Linked DNA regions of Mus musculus: region 1 is linked to region 2. The links are chromatin contacts, called in public Hi-C maps. All regions are on one chromosome and are shown on one strand. Each heading gives the region's core, a stretch centred on a gene start, on an enhancer-like site or on the middle of the called end of the contact. The rest is flanking DNA. Distances are from core to core; before and after follow the strand shown.

Evidence for each region. Hi-C and Micro-C count contacts between places; a contact is called where the count stands out from the background.
Region 1: a contact with region 2 is called in a Hi-C map of the G1E-ER4 cell line, with 4 times the contacts expected there. The contact joins two enhancer-like sites. A contact is called at or near these places in 7 of 484 Hi-C or Micro-C datasets (the G1E-ER4 cell line, Sertoli cells, embryonic stem cells and 2 more), 6 of 115 datasets of contacts at active chromatin or transcription factors (differentiating embryonic stem cells, embryonic stem cells and trophoblast stem cells) and 3 of 9 other capture datasets (adipose tissue, liver and pancreatic islet).

Annotation. Positions count from the first base shown.
Region 1 is chr12:105,809,583-105,812,282 of GRCm38.p6, reverse strand. Papola (poly (A) polymerase alpha) reads right to left here. Exons shown (of 22, transcript NM_011112.4): 9 at 2,621-2,700; 10 at 1,174-1,246; 11 at 1-9. Among named protein-coding and RNA genes, the nearest start is that of Papola, 26 kb to the right of the region's middle. Within about 2 kb of position 1,427, at least 6 of the 459 cell types and tissues checked have an H3K27ac peak or open chromatin away from gene starts, as enhancers often do. A contact at or near this core is called in the G1E-ER4 cell line, where this site is marked.
Region 2 is chr12:105,723,571-105,726,270 of GRCm38.p6, reverse strand. It overlaps Ak7 (adenylate kinase 7), which reads right to left. Exons shown (of 18, transcript NM_030187.1): 5 at 1-84. Among named protein-coding and RNA genes, the nearest start is that of Ak7, 19 kb to the right of the region's middle. Within about 2 kb of position 1,415, at least 9 of the 459 cell types and tissues checked have an H3K27ac peak or open chromatin away from gene starts, as enhancers often do. A contact at or near this core is called in the G1E-ER4 cell line, where this site is marked.

The DNA of each region.
Region 1 (2,700 bases), core at 178-2,677, 86 kb before region 2:
GGGGTTTACCTACATACAACAACAGCCAATCAGTTTCTTCAAGTACATATACGACAGATACTTGGACTTTTACCCCTTGTTAAACTGAACCAATGATTACATTTTACTTCATTCATAGCTGGAGTTGAGAAATAAAACGCATGTCAAGAGACTGCTTTATAGACATTTTTTACAGAATGAAAGATCTAGTCAACAGTCTGTTCCCAAGATGGAGGTATGACTACCTTGCAACCTGACTGCATGGACCTGCTGGCAAGAGCAAAGCAAAACAGAAAAATGTGTTGCAAATCTACTGCTTTTCTGTATTTGGCAGGATAAATGAGTGCCTGCAAAATTACAGAGGAAGAACAGCTCTGGGCCGTGAGACAATAGGACGATTTATTTAGTGACTACTATCTGTACACTGTGTGGTTCATCCCCACAAAGGCAACTACTTACACTCTCCCTTAAATGCCTTGAGGCTCAGGTAACTTGAAAGCACACAGCTTGGGGCAGAGTCAAAAAAAAAAAATTACAAGACTTTGATATTGTAATAAATAAAAAAAATTTTAAATTATGATCTCAAAAACCTGGATAGTTTTGATTCCAATTAATTCCTTTATATTATAATAAAGCTATTGTGATAAAGCTAGCGTTACTGACACCTATAAAGTCTAAGCAGTAAATGCTATCTATAACTTTCCACAAAGTGGGTGATCTTCCTTGACACAGTTCTGCATCTCTCAAACACCTAAACCAGAGTTTCCAATTATAGCACGGACACTGCAATCCTGCTTAGGAGCCATATGCTGCATACAAACACTATGCAAGAACTTTCTAAAACAAGCCAACTGAACAAATACTTAGAGCAAATAAAAAAATATACAGGGATTTTTAGTATCCTTTTATTTTTTTTTTAAAAGCACAAACGCCCATACAACTTTGACTTACAAGATAGTGCTATATGGAATAAGTTGTTAGTGAGATCTGTATAAACTGTGTACAAGTAAATGTGGCTTACAGTACAGCGTTACACTTCTCACACCGGAGGACAATTAGAGAGCAGGTCATCTATAACAAGTGAAATATGGGTGTGTCCACTCATATGTAAGAACTGGGCGGCCTCCTCCTTTATGCAGGTGACTTTTGTTATTGAATAGTGTGAATTTGTAGGGGAAAAAATAATACACTAACCCTTGGGTCCCACACAGGCAAATTAAGATTGCATTCTTCAGGCTGTTTCAATAGCACTGGATTTGGCCATTCCCTGTTCAAAAAGATTGTAGCACTTGATAAGACTATTGGACATTAGCATCTAAACGTTTCTGTTAAACATACAGCATTTGTGAATGCAACCCTGCTTCACTCACTTGGCATATACACCACAGCCTCTCATTGCTTTCTGTTTACACAGTATTGCTCTATGAAGTCAAATCAGGACAGCTTTATCATGTCAGACATCTGCTCTGCGGGGGAACTGATAAAGCACTATTCAAACAGTAAGCACCACCTCGAGACATCTAGTAGGTCCACCTCACCCTTGAACTGGGCTAATCCTGGTTGAGAAAAGACTCCTGTCTTCACACTAGTCCCTTGAACGGGTACATGGAAGTGACTTGTAACTAGAGGCACGGTGCGAAGGTTAACAAGGACAATGCTTCTGTGAGTACTATATAATACAGCCATGTTATAAAATGTATTAATGCTACTTCAGTTGGGTATAAAGATCAAAAATGAAAAGTGCTTCTCTTGCTTAGTATAAATCAAGCTGGCCTACTAGAAATGTTCATGGTTCTGTGTCTGACCTGATCACACCTCACTCACCAAGACAAAGGCAAAGCAGCACAACTATACTGGACAGAGCAGTTGCTACACATTAAATCCAGAGTCTGTTACCAAGTGACTACAAAGGAACAAGTCTTTCTTCACATTAAGAAAGGAAAGTGCTGGCAATATGAAAGATAAATCTCTTTAACTTGACTAAAACCCCAACTCTTGGTATCAAAGTAACTACTTCAAATTGGCAGTGTCTTGGACTTTTCTTAAATCCAAAACATTTGTATCTTAATTAGTAGATCTCTCCTGGGCTAACAAGTCTCAAAGATCCAGTGACTTCCATTTATTTTCAGTCACTTAACATATTTTTTTTTAAAAACTGTTATAGAAGTGACACATTTAAGGTTTTACCAAGTTAATGATGGCTGAAGGTAAAACACAATCACAAACAGCCTCTGGATAGAAGTGATCAGAATGAAAGGAATGGTGTGTGTGAGTTCTACCCACCCTAGTAACAGAGCAGATGGCAGAAAACATTACAGTGGCTAAGTTCAGAGTGTATTTGGAGGGTAGGTGGCAGAGCTAAGGAAAAGAAACTAAGGAGTTAGGTTTTCCTTTTCACACACAATGTCTCTTCCCAACACGGTAGCTGTATCTTCAACTAAAACTGGTTAGGTTCTTGGAGGGACTAGTGACTAAACTCAAGGCCTTGTGCATGCCAGGCAAGCAGTCTACCACTGAGCACTACCCCCTCAGCCCACAAACTAAAATTGAAATCTGAAACCAGCTGTAGAAATGTCACAGAAATAAGACTAAACTTCAGTGTCTACAATCAATTTTATTGTAATATAATCTAAAAACATACCATTTAGAAAATACCAAGAAAAATTTATGTACAAGAGTTGATGCTATTGCATTTGGATAAAGCTGGCAAGTTCTTGCTAC
Region 2 (2,700 bases), core at 166-2,665:
TTCAGCGTTGATATGGTCCAGGAAGTTGGGGTGATGTTTCCTTCTTCGATAATCCTCTTCTGTGAAGGGAACCTCGTTGTCGTCCTAAGGGAGACACAAGGTGCAAGGCGGTGCAAGGCGAGTGCCCCAGAGCCAGGGGAGGACGCCCTGCTCACGGAGGCGCTCCTTCTGGCTCAATGGAAGTGTAATGCTCTCTGCTTCCCAAGAATGAAGCCCGCATCTCCAGAGAGCTGGCTCAGAGAATCTCCAACAGTGCCCACATAAGGAAGCGACAGATATTCCCAGTGATGGACATAACAAGGACACTGCATATCTCATCCAAACGTACCCCACGGACACGTGCAACCCTGACTGAATCACATAGTGTGAGTAACCTGTAAGCCCCGCGTGCCCAAGGACCCGCAACATCCTGGAATGCTGGGGGCTGCTGGTCATGGAAAATAGCAAGTCAGGTGTTTTCACTCCGCCAAACAAGGTTGGTTGTCCCAGCTGCACAGGATGCACTCGATCTCAACCACACCCCACCCTCCACCCCCACCTAAAGATTTATGTATTTTTTTAAAGATTTTTTTTATTATTTTATCTAAGTACACTGTAGCTGTCTTCAGATGCACCAGAAGAGAGCATCAGATCTCATTACGGATGGTTGTGAGCCACCATGTGGTTGCTGGGATTTGAACTCAGGACCTTCAGAAGAGCAGTCGGTGCTCTTAACCACTGAGCCATCTCTCCAGCCCCCGATTTATGTATTTATTATACGTAAGTACACTGTAGCTGTCTTCAGACATACCAGAAGAGGGTGTCAGATCTCATTACAGATGGTTGTGAGCCAACCATGTGGTTGCTGGGATTTGAACTCAGGACCTTCAGAAGATCAGACAGTGCTCTTAACCGCTGAGCCTACTTGATCTCATAATAGGCAGGATGCATGCTTTTCCCTGATGGATGGTGGCAGGAAGTACTATAGCCTGTGGCTTCAGCCTTTATGAATGCCTGACTAAAATAATTCAGCACCATTCTCAGGGGGGTGGGTGGGGGTGGGGTCCCAGGTATGAGCCTGGCCAGTATTTTATAAAGCTTGCTTTAATTGGACAGTCATGGATTTGGTTTTTCTCCTTGCCATTTTCAGGTTTAACACCTCCACCTCCTCTGTCCTGGGATTACAGACATGGGATACCATGGCCATTTTATACTAACATATGTAAAACCACCTGCTTTGAATTTATATTTATAGATCTGGCTCCTGGGAGCCCTAGACCTCTTCCTTCTGTGACTGCAGTAACCAGAGTGTGTGAAACCTCTAAACTGGGCTGGGGAAAAGCCCAACAACCTTGTTTTTGAGAGTGCACAAAGTCCCCAAGAGCAAGCATCCTATGACAACCCCTCATAGCAATAACCAGACAGGCTACAACAGCAGGGCCAACATACATGTAGATAACCTAAGACATCCTGCAGCAAATAGATAGCCTAGCCATCCTGATTGTCAGGTGGTTTTGCCCCCATGTTTGGTTCCTGCAGATTACTCCAGAAATGCAGTTGTTAAAATATTAACTTGCTGACCTGTATGGAAATTTCCCAAGCTTGCTGTAACCACAATAAATACCCTGTACCCCTAGACTCAAGGCTCTCACGACTGACCCCCTGCTATGGTGATGGGTGAGAGTTCTTGCTCCCAAGCTTGTAGTAAAGACCCTTGTGTGTGTGCATCGGCACTGGCTCCTCGGTGGTCTTTGGGGTCCCTGAGTCTTGGATATAACACTGTGACTGTACACTGAGAAAGGCATTAATTCAAGACAAGAAGTGGATTATTATCAGAGACATGGGCAGGGAGTGGTGCCCACGCTCTCCTCTCAGCACTCAGGGGGCAGAGGTAGGCAGGTCTTTTGAGTTCCAGGCTAGTAAGGGCTATAAAGTGAGACCTGATCTCAAGCCATGGGGAAAAAAAAAAAAACCAATACATTTATAGTATAATCAGTAAAGGGTGAAATTTACCCATGGTCAAAGGCATTCAGGAACTTAAAAAAAAATTATCAGGCATGGTGATAGCAATCCCAGCCCTTGGGAGGCAGAGGTTAGTGGATCTTTGAGTTCAAGGCCAGCCTGGTCTATAGGGTAAGTTCCAGGACAGCCAGGACCACACAAAGAAACCATATCTGGAAAAATCAAAAGTAAATCAAAAGATTAACAATGCAAGAAGGGTGTGGCATGTAAACATGAATGCCAGAGTGGATTTTCCCTTTTTTATGCATGCCTCTGTGTGTTTGTGTGTGTGTGTGTGTGTGTGTGTGTGTGTGTGTTGGTTGGCAGGTGCACATGTACGGGTGGGTATTTTCTGCTGTCTAAATACTTTAACAGCTGGGTCATCTCCCTAGCCCACAAACGACAGTATTTATGCCAGTACCATACCTGCACATTTGCTCAGTTAAGCAGAGAGATTCTTGGGCTGGCGAGATGGCTCAGTGGTTAAGGACACTGACTGCTCTTCCAAAGGTCCTGAGTTCAATTCCCAGCAACCACACCGTGGCGCACAACCATCTGTAATGGGATCTGATGCCCTCTTCTGGTGTGTCTAAAGGCAGCAACAGTGTACTCATACATAAAATAAATAAATAAATAAATAAATAAATAAATAAATAAATAAAAGAGGAGCAGTTCTCACAGGCATGCTCTTGACTTGAAAGTACAGGCTGTAGTCAAGAA